Regions from separate parts of the Rattus norvegicus genome. Here region 1 is linked to region 2. Evidence: chromatin contacts called from public Hi-C data. All regions are on one chromosome and are shown on one strand. Each heading gives the region's core, a stretch centred on a gene start, on an enhancer-like site or on the middle of the called end of the contact. The rest is flanking DNA. Distances are from core to core; before and after follow the strand shown. Region 1 holds the start of Basp1 (brain abundant, membrane attached signal protein 1). Region 2 has its middle 320 kb from the start of Basp1.

Region 1 (7,649 bases), core at 188-2,687, 320 kb before region 2:
TTATTAAAGTTCTATTATTTATTTTTCTGTTAAAGGAAAGTGACCCCCCCCCCCCCCAGCACTTACCTGGAATTCGTTTCCCCAAATGTTGTTGGGTTTTGTCATCCTGGAGGGCAAGCTTGTCTCAAATCTGTGCTTCACTCATGAGGGTAAATCCAACCAAGAAGGGAACATACATTTCCACCCCCCCACCCCCCCATTTCTTTCAGTATGAAGCAGAACAACCAAGCAATCCTGATACAGCCAGAGGGCGCCAAAGTGCCGCGAACGGAACTTCCAGGGCTCAATGGGTTTGCGGGATGGTAAAATTGGCTTTTGTCTGAAGAAAAGAGATGTGGTTCTAAAAGACGTCACCATGTGTTAGCTTCACAATTTAAATTTTTATTTTGCATTTTATTTTTGCCAACAGGTAAACATGGCGAGCATATCTCCTAACCCTGATGGCTATTGTGTGTCGCGGTGCTACCCAAAGTGCTCACCGACCAGAACACGAGGACTTAGCGCGGATGGCCACAGCCTGGCAGGGCGCGATTCTGAGTGGTATCTTAAGCAGCCCGAGAGCTGGTGACTTCCATGAAAGCACAGGCACAAAAAAGTCGAAGCCCATTTTCCTAGGGTGCATTTCTTCCTTTCTTTCTCTCCGAAGTCGGGAGAACGTCCCCTGAGAGGCGGTGCCGCCTCCAGACCCGGACCTGGGCTCTGGGCGGTGGCGCCTTGCAAACTGCAGCCTCCTGGTGGGCCCCGAGGGCGAGCATCTGCCGAAGGCATCCCAGATGCTTGCCTTGGGGGACACCCTAAAGCCAGCGGATATCTATCTTGATGGTTTCAAGAGAGGCGTCGCGTCTATTCCAGTCTCACTGCCTACGTGATAGCAGAATCTCAGCCTGTCGTCTGGAGCGGGCTGGATTGAGGGGCAGAGAAAGCTGGCTGCGGCGAGGGAATAGTTCACCAGCCCCTTAAGTCTGAGCGAGAGCACGAGCTAATTATTCAATGCTTTCAAATAAAATGTGTGCGAGACAGAGAGAGGAGAGAAATCCACAGACAGTCCCGCCGCGAGTGGGGGAATGGAGGGGCGTGCAAGGAGGCAATAGGAGGGGGGACTGACAGAAACTGTTGGGGAGGCGGGTAAGGCACAGGGCTGTAGGGGAGGGATCTGAATGAGGATAGCAGAGGGTGGGGGTGACTGTGCGGGTGTGGTGACGGGGGCGCTGGATCACGGGGCGTCTCGGGGCGCAGTGGCTGCTGGAGGAGAGAAGTTGGGGACCCCCCGGGTGGCGGGGTGCGAACGGAGCGGGAGGGGTGCAGGCCGCGGGCTGGGAGAGGAGGGGCGGGCGCGAGGCGGGCGGGGTCGGCGAGCGGAGGAGCTGGGCGGGCGGACGCGCGGGGGGGGAGGGCGCTGGGCAGGAAGGGGAGGGGGAGCGATCGAGAAATGCAGAGGCTGCAGCGGCGGCGGCAGTAGCGGCAGCGGCGGCGGCGGCGGCGGCAGCGCTCCAACTCGCTCCACGCTCCGGGCTCCGCCGTCGAGCCGGGAGAGAGAGAGCCTTTGCTGAGCGGCCAGGCACTCGGCCGGACGACACCAGACACCCGGGCCCCTTGGAGGCACCGCGCTCACCCAGGGCCGGCACAGGCACCCAAAGCCGGTAAGGAGGCGCGCCGTGGGTCCCTCACGCCACCGCGGACTCAGGGCCACCGGTTCCCCAGGGCCCCGCCCCACCCTGAAGCCTAGGGTTCTCCAACGGTGCAGACTGGGTGCGGCCGGGTTTAGACACAGTGGGCGTGGGATTCCTCTAAGTGGGCTCTGTCGCATTTGGGGATCCATGGTGATGCTTTCCCCCAAGGTGGACAGCTTCGGAAGCCTTTCGTAGGGTGGGGAGCTTGCGGAGGGTGGCGGCGAGGCAGATGAACAGAGTTCGGGAGGGAGTGGGGCGGGAGGGTGGGAAGCGGCTGGTGACCGGGAAATACCGAATGCGAAATCTTTTTCAAGGCATCGAATCCCCTGGCCTGGGTTCTGTGGGCTAAACCCAGTCTTCTGTCAGCGGAACGGGCACAGCCACGGAGAAAGCGCTCCGTGTGAGGGGCGCAGTAGCAGAAGATGGAGGATGGGGGTGGGGTGGGGAGGGAGAAAGAAGACACGGAATCTGGTCTGATCGGAAGGGGCGGGGGTGGATTGGCCCTCAGGACTCCTGGATCTTGGTTTGGGGTAACCGAGGAACACGAGGTTCGGAAGACCGTGTGCACGCCCGGGGCAGATCAAAGCCCTAGCTCGGTCTGCGGCTGAACTGCCTTCCCACTAACCTGTGGACATCGCCAACATTTTATTTATTTATTTATTGAGCCTTGCGCTCAGAAAACGGGCCGCGCGCCTCCACCGCCGCCCCAGCCTGGGGGGGCTGGGGGTGGGGTGGGCTTGAACCTGACAGCCCGCGGTCCGAACCGGCACAACCCTTCTGCAAGACAAGATTTCTGTAGATTTTCCCCCCTGTATCTCAAACGCTACAACCCAACGTCTGGTTCCCGCTTCCCTACACCATTAAAAGAAAAATTTCAGAATCCCTGGATCCGATGGCACACAATGCGTGGCTGGGAACCGCATTCTTTTCATGAATATTCATCGAACGCTTGGCCCTGTTCCTAATCTGCTACCCCCACCCCCCACGCCGAGACGTTTCCGCCTTTAAGCGAGCTCGGTGGACAGCCTCTGCCCCAGAGATTTTCACTCTGTTGAAAGGAGCACAGCGCACATGGGTGCGATTTTTCAGTGTTTGGCATGGGAGTTGACACACCTCTGTCTTGGCCGAGACCACTGGCCACTTACGTGGCGGGCTAAAATAAAACACGGCTATCAAGGGGACTGCTATTGGGGTGTGGATTAACCTCCGCCCCTGGGAATATAGCAAGGGCCCGCAGACCTCCAGTATTGCAGGCAAAATGAATGAATCGGGACTGTAATTACCTATTCCTTTGTCTTGGCCTCGCGCATGCGCCGGAGAGTAGGGTGTGGAGGGCCAGGCAGCCCCATCATCCATCCACCCACTCCCCTCCCGAGCCTAGGAACAAAGGCGTTTGCCCTAAATGTTTCATGAAACCCTTGGACACAAATGACCACCCCTCCCATCACCCCCTCCCTACTCCCTTCCCCGCGAGGCTCGGTCTCGGTCTTGTGTATGCTTCTTTTTCCCCCCTCAAGCTTTCACATCTCACCCATTTTTACGGATTGCAATTAGTCAAAAAAAAAAAAAAGGGAGGGGGAATTGTGAAATATATATATATATATATATATATATATATACATATACATGTATATGTGTATATATATATATGAATATGATGCACACTGCTGTTTTCCTTTCTAGAACTGTCCATTGTTCTTTCTGTTTGTAACGCACTGCAGGGATGGTGGTTTTCTTAGTCTGCACCAATTAGCTGTTTGCCTGACAGATCTTTATTGCGGGTCATTTGACCAAGGAACATTAGTCTCAGACCAGCGATGGTGTTGCCCCTGGTGATACCACCTGGGACAGATTAAGACATCTTGGCATTTAAATGAACAAGATGGCCTACAGAAGCCAGCGTGAGAAAATGGTTACCTTTCCAGCAGCCTAAGCCTTTCTGAATTCTCTTATTCCTACTTTATTGTTTCATTAAAGACTCCAAAAGGCAAACCTCGCTGAGGTGGGGGTAGGGGGGGGGAGGAAGAAGGCGCTAGCATTGCTGGGAAGAAGATGGCGAAGCACCAAGTTCATAATACCCCCTTCCCCCATTTAACAGGAGCCATGATAGTCCTTTGATGGCAGATTTTCTTTCAAATGATGTATTTCTCAGCGTATGGCTCCTCAGAATTTTTTTGGTGCTGGTTTACTTCTGCTATTCTAAACAGGGCTTACTATATGTGTCGGGAGCTAATGCCCTATTTCTGCAATGGTGGATTGTGTTTGAAAGGCTTTCATGCCACAGGATTTCTAGTAGGTCCTGGTGGAATAACACGTGGCAGAAAACGTCAATCTTCCCTTTTGTTCCTTAAAAAACAGAAAATACCCTCAATATTGACCACAGTCACTATGCCACAGCTTATAATTGGTAGGGTGAGTGTCTGGCTGCTTCTTAGGTGGCAAAGGTTCTATTCTTCTGATACTTAGCAATTAATTTCATGTATTGAGAGTCATGTATTATATTCTGTCTGAATTATGCATTGAGTAGTATAATTTAGAGGGTTATAGTATGTTAATGAAGTCTTTTTTCCCCCTAGGTAGTATTTTTGGAAGAGAGTGCTGGATATAGTCTAAAACCAATAGCTTTCAAGTCAGTGAGCTTTAAGATTTTTGAACAACATAATTTTAAAATCAATTAAAGATATTGTTACTTTCCCCCCCATTTAGTCAGCTTTCTTGCTACACATTAGCAGAAGGAGAGAGGGAGCTCTTTAAAATCCTGATATATTGCACCAGCATTTGACTACATTGATTATCTGGACATTTGTGGTCCTTAGCTGGCGTTTACGCTGTCTGTGGCTTATGAAATGGATCTCCCTCCATTCCCCTAACTTACATCTTCAGTGGCCGGGCCGTCAGCATCAGGCTCCCTGTGCTCCGAGGCCTCTTTGTAATCCTCCTGGAGTTTCCAGAACAAATCACATTATGGTTTTAAGTGTACTAATTATGTTTTCTTTATTTTTATTTCCCTTTAACTTCAAGCCATTTGTATTTCATGGTCAAGATAAATGGTGTATGAAATCAGAGAAAAAAAGCTACCTTTTGGGAATATTGTTCACTGTAAAGTAGATGTCTGTGCCATTCATGGCAGCTGTGTAAAACATGGCACATCAGAGTCCTTCTTCAAATATCTCGAGTAGCACGTTTACACACGTGCATATGTACATCATGGATGTACACACGTATGTCTATATGAATACACTATAAAATCCTGTTAATGACAGTACTAAAGAAATGGGTTTAGAATGTTGCTTGGCATGGTTTTATATTTTGAAACAGTTCATTTCTGTCCTTGTAAATACATGCTCGAAAAGGGACGTCTTACTGGTACCAGCCCATCAACATCTTATCAATACTTCTAAAATAAATGATCTACATTGAGTTTAGCTCGGGCCTCAAACTCACACTAACCACCATTATTCTCTACGTGCTGGAACAATTACTACTAAATAAAGGACTTACACAGATTATTATTATTATTTTTTGGTCTGATTTTTGTGATCTCTTGTAAAATTTCACCTTCAAAAGCTGTCCAAAAAAGTTCTGAGAATTACGTCAAAGCTGGTACGCTGGTATCTGGTTTGTTGGATTTGCATAGGCCTTTACTGCTCTAAGCAGTTTTCACCTCCTGTTCTCCCTGATGATCGCCATAGCTGTCACCTAGGCAGTTGCTGAAGACAGCATACAAGGACAAGTTGCTCTTCTCCAGAATGGGTGCAGTGTGTGTCTGCTCAGCTCAATCCTTTCCGACTCATTCTCTCCCCAGACTTCAGCTAATCCAGTGACCATGAGATTTACTCTTTGAAATAACTACAGAGATGCAAACAGGCAGAATTGCTTTCAAGATAAAATATGTGTTTTCAGGGGAAATTTGCAGGGAGATTTCCCAGGTTTTAATGGAAAGAAACTGGGTGTGGAGCACCTTTCGGTTGTAAAACAGAGGTAGTAATGCCCATTTTCAGGCTATAACAAGGATCATGCAAGTCTGTGGATGACTAAGAATGGTGACTGGCCCTTAAGGGCTCCTTAACCTCTCCCTGTGTGTTGTTTGATGTAGTAAATGGAACACATTACTGACCAGTATCTACCAGGTTGAGCTGCATTTCTCATCCTGGCTGACAGAAGAAGACCTGAGTACTTAGCAACAGTCAGTCAGAAACAGCTGATCTCAATATAAAAGGACTCAGATAGCTCATATGTTTACACACACACACACACACACACACACACACACACACACTCATATATGATGCATGTACATAATTTGATATTCTGTGGGCACTGGGTGGATTTGCTCCAAAGTGGGCCACATGGTCTCAGTCTGGCCCCTTTGATCCCAGGCTGCTTATGAAAGTCAAGAGGGACTCATAACCAGACTGTCAAAGAACTGTTACAAGGCAATCCCTCTGTAGCTAGGAAGACAAACATGCAGACAAATGTTGCGTGGCAAACCTTTTGAAAGCAGAGAATCACAGTCATGTTCTCACCAGGGTGCAGATCAGTTTTCATTCTGAGGAGATGCCAGTGTAGGAAATGGTAGGCTTCAAACAGCATTCTTCCTTTTCCTCTGGGAGTTTGGCATGGGATGAACTGAGGTAGAGGGAGCCCAGGAGTGGTTTTCCTTCTGTACCCAGAGGATTTGAGTACAAATCCAAGGAAGCACGTAGAGAAGATTCTGGGTAGCTGAGGCACTTGGTGCACAGAGGGTGTGGCTAAGTGGGAGTTCAGGAAGATATTCCTGAAAGCTTAGGAGATTTGGAAACAGAAACTATTTGTGAGCACTGGAGGGGACTCGAACATGAGGAAATACTTCAGGATAATGGAGGAGAAACATGGTATAGTGAAGAAGGCAAAAACCTTTGTATGTGTCACTTGGAGCATTCTGTGAACTTTTAATTCATTAAACTTTAATAAGAGCTCACTTTTGCATAGCTGGGCTTCAATAGCTTTTAAACCCTTCTTTTTTGGAAATACATATTTTAGCAATAGTTTGTGTATTGTGTATGGAGTATGGTATTCAGAGGTAAGATTTTTATAGGCTGGTATGGCTGGGATTGTGATCAGTACCATAGAATCCTGTCCCATCCTTTGAGTTGACATTCACCCTAAAGTGATGGACAAACCCATATCCTTTACTTCATCCTCTACGTCTATAGCTAGTCACATGCTTCTTCAAATGAGGTCAGTGTTACAAGCCAGGCCCATGTGAGGGCCTAGGGAAGCATTTGGAAGAAGTTAGATATCAGTGGGTAAAAGTCAAACTAAGCTATCGCCCCTTGAGGATGTCTGCAAGATACTTCCTAGTTCCTGTATGCCATTATATTGTGATAGCACATGCCATAACTGAATTTTAATCCCCTCACACTAATATAATATGTATCTCACCTGTAAATAAAAGGAAAGTAGAGATTCAACTAGTGTGCCTAAGATCTGATGGTTTTCAGCCCTACTCCATTCACCATAGTTAATTATTGATCCATTTTATCTTATGTAACGCAGAGTCTCAAAGCTAAGTAAGTGATTTTTAACATACTAACACCGTCAGTATTTCACCTAGAGTGAGTGATACTAAGTTTCTAATGAAAGACATCTACTGTACAGTTTAACTATCCAAGCAGTAGACACAGTTAAGGCTATCAATTAGAGATGGCTTCCTTCTAGTGTCTAAAGGCTAATGTCCTCAAGTCACTCTTTCCTGGCATGGTGACAATGATGGTGCCTGTTATTCAGACTTTCAATAAGTGTGGCTTCACTTGATACTTCTCTTGCCTTCCGTACTCACAGGTACAAGCAGTATTCCAAATGTCTTATCGATAACTCGGCTCTGAAGTTCGAAACTGGGCAGTAGCACACCTGTTTCCAACTGTGCAGTTAGGGTTACTTTGTAAGAATTAGCCTGTCTTCCTCTATGCAAGCCACACACACAGAAAGTGTTTCTAG
Region 2 (7,351 bases), core at 3,443-5,942:
GACCAACAGCCATAGCCTAGTACAGGGCACAGAATTCGGTGTTTTCTTGCTATGGTGAGAAAAGGTTAAAGTCAGGCCAGGGTTCTAACTAAATGTTCCAGGAAGGTCTTACCTCCAACATTCTTGTATTTATCTGAAACATTCCAGAGAGAAGGCACTAGAACACTGTGAGAGTCCAACATTCCAGTTGGCTGTGATTAGAACGTGTAATTCCAGGCAGCTCTATCACTGTGGTGTGGCGAATGTCCTACAGGCCTTCACCATTGATTTGAAACTTAAAGTGTGAATCTTTAGTGTCTGAGTCTAAAAGAAATTACGTTTTGAAAGTGAACTGTTAAGTTAGTGAAGTCATTATCGGATGGAGAGAGATGTTGCCAAGACTGAGAACTTGACAGCAATCCAAGGTGTCAAGTTTGGCTGTAAATACAGTGGTTAGGCTGCATGGTACTGTAAAGCTGCACTGACAGCATTTGTTGTTTGTGGCACCAAGAGAAAGTAGTTTGGGTATTATTTTCCTTAAAATTTGAATAGTATAGTGGCCTAACAATAATTTGAATGGATTATTCCTGAAAGGCAAAAGAGGATATTCAAAATTCTCTACATGTTTTCAAGTGATTTTGTGAGGTCATTATTTTCTTAGGTATGTGATGACTTGATTACCTGAAAATATGCAAATAGTTTTCACTCTCATCTCTGCCTTGCCTACAGTTCTCAGTATCAGCACATAGTTAACAGAAATCATTCAGAATTTAGAAGCTAGTTAACAACGGCCCTGGATAATTTAATCATGACACTGTGAGCTATTCTGTGTTGACAATTTAGGAAAATCTCAAGGTTTTCATTTTTTTAAGTCTACAAGGTTTCCAGTTTCTATTTAGAAATTGAATGCATGCCTGCTGACTTCCCCCCTCCCCATACACATTTTCCTTTGGGTAGTCACAACTCTGTGAAGTGAACAATGGAGATCCCATCTCCACTTGGAGGCCAGTTAAATAAAGCTGAAGACTCATGTGTACAGGGAGATAAGCTCCAAAATGTTATCCACTGATCACTCTTTTCTCCTGAGAACCTTGTGGTGGGTGCTTCCTCCTCCTGCTGAGGAGGTGTGGACTTTCGTTGTCATAGTGATAGACCACTGAAGAAACAGAAGGACTTTCCAGAGCCCAACTTGGTAGGAGACTGGAGGAGACATATAGGTAGGAGACCTGGATGGATGTTGACTTGAGGAAGGTCTTTGATGTATTGATTGCATTTAACTTGTAGAGTCAAGTGAGCTTTAAAGAGTTCTCTACTTTGTGAACCAAAATTAGTTTACAGTGTACATTTGACTCAGAGAAGCTAAGTAGCCTTTCTCCAGGCTTGCATGATATAACAGACTTTTCTTTAGACTGCTAGGGTGGGCTTCTCCCTGAATCCTTGCTAGTCTTCTGAGCTCCACCCAAATGGCTTGCATGGATGTCTCCTGTTTCATTGGATAGGGCACTTGGTAGCTATGTCTGTGACCTGTGATGAGATGACAGTAAGAAAGAAAGAAAATCTATTATGGGAATTTGAGTGGCAGAAGCTTTCATAAAGTTCGAGCAGGATGGAGGGGAAGACAAATGAAGCTGGTACTTGCCTTTTGTTTCTATAGCTACCAGTGTCTCCCTGAGTGCTCTAACAATGAAATGGCAACTCTGTGGACGGCCATGTTTGAAAGGAGCTGGTCAGTGTGCACCAAGAGTCAAGACATTTATATTAATGTTCTAAAGACCCAAACTGACTTCATTAGAGCCTTTATTATCTTTCTGAAAATAGTAATCCACAGAAAGCACAAGTCAGAACTCAAGGAACAAGTCTCAACCCAGAAAAACTCAAACTATCTTAGTCTTATACAAAGAGTTTAAGACACAGGCTTAATTATAATTATTTCTTAATCCAGTCTCTCTGGGTTATTATGCATCTGCCCAAGGACAGTTGATAGACCTACAGAGGAAAGGCAGAAATAGATGATGAGGGATCATCTAGATCAAACTGCAAGTAGCTTTGTGTTCACACTAAGGGTGGAAGACCGACATTCGTTCACCCCTCTGTTTCCCCAGCCTTGGCACAGGCCCCATGTCTATGCCAGGCACCTTCCTTTGAGTGTCTCAAGTACACTCTGATCCTCTTTACAATAGCTTCCAAAGTTGTATTTCTGTTGTAAATATTGTTTTTGGCCTCGTTTCCTCTGGCTCTTAACCTAATGTATCACCCTTAAAAATATGTTCTTTTTCACCTCTCAGGTTCACTGTCAGTTCAAAAGGCTTTCCTTGCCCTCTAGCAGCTAGAGACAGAAGGTTAGCAGTTACAATTTTCAATACTACTTTCCTTTGCAATATGCATTATGATGTAGGGTATAAGAATAATCATTCATAATATGTAATCTATAGCTTTTAATTTTGTCATCTTCCTTATCATTTGCAAGTTTGACTTTAAATTTCTTACCATGCTGTTAGAACATGCCTAATCCTTTTCAGTGTGTTTCAGAATACAACTACTCCTTGCAAATCTCAGTGATCAGGGGAAACATCAGATTGTGGTATGAAGTTCAGGGTTATCTTTGTCCACACAAAGTGTGAAGATGTGATTGGAGTGGGGGGGTGGGGTCATTACCGAGGAAGAAGGTAGCAATGAACAGCAAGAGAACTCACATCACAGTTTGTGGGTTTTGGTAAAAGATGAGTAAACCCAATGTGAATGTGATTGGCTTGGCTATGAAGATGTCAATTGTACCCTGTTCACTATTCTGCAGTCCAGAACAGGACATTAAGCCTCTTACTGAATAACTGTGGTTGCTTGAAATAGAGATACCTGGGATTTCCTGTCCTTAACTCTGTCCTCATTAGATTTCTTCGCCCTCCCTCCCTTCCTTCCTCCCTCCCCCCCTTCTTCCCTCCCCACCTCTCTCAACTATTTTATTATGATACTGGACCTCTGATTTATTTTCAACCACACTCCTTTGTACATTATGCATTTCCAACCAGTGCAGTGGAGAAAGTGGGAAATATTCTTGGTGGATGGAACAGACACCTGGAGTCCAGTGGAAGGTTGAAGAGCCAAAGGAAGTCCAGTATGACAGAGACTGGATGAACTAGAGAGAATAGGTTGTGGGAAGAGGTGGAGAGGGAAACTTTTATTCTTTGTCATGGGATGTCTTATAGGGAATGCTAACCATTCTGGTCTTACCTGCAGTGGTGGATTAGTGAGTCCCTTTAAGGAAAAGAATGACTGGATTCAATTAAAGAAAGTTTCAGCTATTTGTACACAGAATGATGGTAGCCCATGAGAGACACCCTGAGGAGACTAGTCACAAATATGATATGGTAGATGATGCCACAATCTCATCAGTGGGGCATGAACCAGTGCAGAGACCAGGAGACATGAATAGTGTTCATCGATTGACTTAAATACCTTGCTTGGGCTTTTTTGCTACTTCTTTTTTTTTTTTTTTTTTTTTGGTTCTTTTTTTTTCGGAGCTGGGGACCGAACCCAGGGCCTTGCGCTTCCTAGGCAAGTGCTCTACCACTGAGCTAAATCCCCAGCCCCTTTTTTGCTACTTCTATCTCATCTTCTGTCTAGATTGTCAGATTTCCTGCTGTCACCTTTGCACAGAGTTAATGTCCACCTCCACTGGACTCTCTCCACAATGAAATCTCATTGTCTCTTTCCAGTTGCTCCTGGTATTTCTTTCAAAATCTTTTTACTTGTTGACTTGGGCTATTCATTATTTACAGTCTCTCTCTCTCTCTCTCTCTCTCTCTCTCTCTCCTCTCCTCTCCTCTCCTCTCCTCTCCTCTCCTCTCCCTTGTATCCTAACCTTTGTTGATTTTCTTTCCAACTATATCCTTGTTTTTTCCTAGATGTCTCTAAACTCTCACTGAAGAGTCATGCACAAGGCCATCTACAATAAAAGAATCTTTCCCCTTATACAAAGTGTTCTCTTTCTTATCTGTTAACTACAAGGGCTCCACAGTTCTTCTTACTCCAGAAAATTGTAGCAGTCATTTGCTTGCTCCCTTACACTCATCTCTGATGTTCTCTGTATCCCACAGCCCTGATCTTTGCAAAGTGTGCTTGTTAGACTTCCTGAACAAATGGCTCTCCTCTTATGTTATGCCCAACAGGAGGCATGAGGGAGAGCCTACAAAGTGTAAGGATAAAACAGTGATAATAACCCCATGGTTCTTTAACTTGCTCACATGGGAGAACATTTTCATCCTCCTGAAATATCCATGTCTAGCCTATCCTTCTGAATCTGCTGTCTCATATTCACAGCCAGTGTGACTGGGACATCTCCTTCTAGCTCTCAGTGTAAAAAGGCAATGTTTTCCTGTAAATAGAGAAATGTCCTTCCCAGAGCTTTTTTTATCTGCTGAATGTTTACCTCAGTTCATTACCCAATCCTTAATTCTTAGAAAATATGTCTTTCTGATACACAGAGAAGTTGTTTCCCATATTAAAATGTCTCCTATTTTTCTTCAGGAGACTCAGTCTCTAGAACACTCACTCAGTGTGAGCTCAGGTCTCCTGTATGTTTTTCTGCTGCGTGCTTTCTGGGCTTTCACTACAGCATTCCTTCTCTCCAGTGGACTCCAGGCAGCAGCAACTGTGGCAACATCATCACTCTATCCCCTCTGAGTGCTTCAGCCCTGCAGCTGATACTGACTCCAGCAAATCTTTGGCATGCCTTTCCCTCTGAGGCCGGCCAGTAAGCTCTTGCAACACCATCGCAGTTACATTCCCCAGTCAAATTCCTCTGTGAAAGTTTCTGGCATGCCTTCTGTTTCCTTGACTAGGCTAACTTGCAGGGATACAGTATTTCAAAAAGTATTTAGGATCCAAAGAACTTTCAAAATAATACAAAGCAGGCATGGTAATAATTCCAACGCTCAGGAGTCAGAGGCAGGTATATCTCGTGAGTTCAAGGCCAGAGTAGTGAGTTTGAAGACAGCCAGGGCTACATAGAGAGACCTTGTCTCAGCTCCTCCCCCTCCTATCCCTCATGATCTCAGCTTTGCCAGTGAGTATGTTGTTGAGTAACTAACTACATTTCTGTGAATCAATCTTTTCTTTTGTAATTTGGGGTTGTTATCTTAGGAGAAAATGTTTGAGAGTTAACTATGATAGAGGGTGGGGCAGTGTTTCATGAAGCTCTGAGAATTAACTATGATAGGACATTTGAGAATCATAGGACAATATGAGAATTAAGTAATAATAGGAGAATGCTTCATAAAGCTCTGAGTAGGCACAAGGTTGAACTTTTACTAGCACATGTTTTATCTTCCTGTGAATTATTTCATGCCCTTCTAAAAGGTTATCTGTTTCATGTGAGCACAGATCTGACCCTTTATTTCTTTCTATAACCACCCTTTTAGTTACATATTATTATTGCTTACTGCCTGGCAATTGTTTGACAAATACAGCATTGTCTATCTAGGGAAAGAACTAATTTATCTCCCAATACTATACCATTCCCATGCTTTCAAACATTTTCCAAAGAAAAGAATTTAATCTGCTAGATGCACATAGTAGGTCTGAAACTCTGAAACAGCAAACATCCCATGGAATAGACCCAACAACTTTAGTAACTCAACAACACAGCACAGGGGGAGGAACAAAACAGTTTGAATAATCAGAAATGTGTCTTCGTGGTTACTTCCAAAAGACATTGTTTGATTTAAAATGCTGAAACTGTAGATTGTAGTTCTTGAATTCCTGCAAGGAAGCTTCATGAGAAGACATTCGGGTTCCAGGGAAGTTCCTCGGGATTGTTATAACTTCCACGGCTCCATCATTGCATAGATCCTCTCTATCCAGTGCTTCTCAACCTTCCTGATGCTGGGACCCTTTCATACAGTTCCTCATGTTGTGGTGATGCCAAACCATACAATTATTTTTATTGCTACTTCACCACTGTAATTTTGCTACTGTTCCAAATCCTAATGGAAATATTTGTGTTTTCTGATGATCTTAGGAGACCCTTGTGAAAGGATTGTTCAATCCCCAAAGGTATTATGGCCCACAAATTGGGATCCACTGCTCTAATTGTTATAAGTAGAAAATGAAAAAAACGACACTACGAAAAGGAGCAGAGATAGAAGTCAAGAGGTCTGGGAGCTGAGGCAGGGAGCATACATTTGAAAGATTCTGGCTTCCAGCATTTTCAAACACAATAAAAAAACATGGTGAGAATATTGATTTAGCATAATGAAGTAATGTATTTGGTATGGAGGAAGGAAGGTTGGAAGAGGCAGTATGGTGGAGAGGAATGCCTGGGGTGATGTGTTTCTCACACCAGGGGAAGCCACCAGCTGCTGACCCTGGCTTGAGGAACACTATTCATTCACACCAGGGCCACACTACCACTGTTTCGTGTATTGTTTATAATTAAAAACAGCAACACATTAAGCCATGTGCATAGAACCCCATCATTGTTAGTTACTCTGCCTGTTGTGTGTGTCTGCAGGAGTTCCTGGTGGGGAGCTCCTTGGGACACTACTTTGATCAGAATCTCGTCATGAAAAAGCCATATCAAAACACTCTAGGCAAAAACCACTATGAAGACTTTCCATTTGGGACCATTTCAGTTGCATGTGATCTCTTTAAAATTTGGAGTATGTGGTTTAGTGCCTCTTTATGTGTGTGTGTGTGTGTGTGTGTGTGTGTGTGTGTGTGCGTGCGTGTGTGTGTGTGTGTGTGTGTGTGCGTGCGTGAGTGCTATGACTAGGATACGTTCTGAGAATGCTTTTTCAGTTAATGGTGCTGATGCATGCATGATGTCCTCAGCAGATTCATACATCCCCCTCTCACTGGTTGCTTTTCAAGGAAAGACATCTGCTGTAGCATCACCCGATAGATGTGTTAGGTTTCACAGTTTCTCTTTTAATTGTGGGTTAGGATTAATGTGTTTCCTGAACCAGAGGGAATCATATTGGTAAACTGTTGACTTGTTTTGAGAAAATGATTCAATGGAAAATGTTTTCTTGTTAGAGACAGCAGAAATCAGGTTCACAACTCAAAAGAGCTGACGCAGCACTAGGCTGGTGTCTAAATCCGTCCTGAACATAAGCTGCTCTGCTTACTGCTAAAAATAGTTTGAAGTTTAATTAGTTGAATGTAAAAAAAAATGCACTCCTTTCCCGCAAACTTGTCATTAAATGTGTCTAATTGGGAGTCAGGAAACCATTGGGTTATGACTTGTAAAATTAGTGTTTCCTGGTTACTGAGAAGTCCTGATAATTTGTTCATGCATCTGCCTTCTCTCAGTGTGGATGTACGTGTGTGCGCAGGTGTGCATTTAGGTGCATTCCCATGTGTGTAGAGACCAGAG

Evidence for each region. Hi-C and Micro-C count contacts between places; a contact is called where the count stands out from the background.
Region 1: a contact with region 2 is called in a Hi-C map of the A7r5 cell line, with 6 times the contacts expected there. The contact joins the promoter of Basp1 here to the enhancer-like site in region 2. A contact is called at or near these places in 4 of 12 Hi-C or Micro-C datasets (the A7r5 cell line, the Rat2 cell line, mammary epithelial cells and 1 more).

Annotation. Positions count from the first base shown.
Region 1 is chr2:77,588,085-77,595,733 of GRCr8, reverse strand. Basp1 (brain abundant, membrane attached signal protein 1) reads left to right here and starts at 1,437. Exons shown (of 2, transcript NM_022300.2): 1 at 1,437-1,640.
Region 2 is chr2:77,273,087-77,280,437 of GRCr8, reverse strand. No RefSeq gene overlaps it. Among named protein-coding and RNA genes, the nearest start is that of Basp1, 320 kb to the left of the region's middle. Within about 2 kb of position 4,692, at least 17 of the 93 cell types and tissues checked have an H3K27ac peak or open chromatin away from gene starts, as enhancers often do.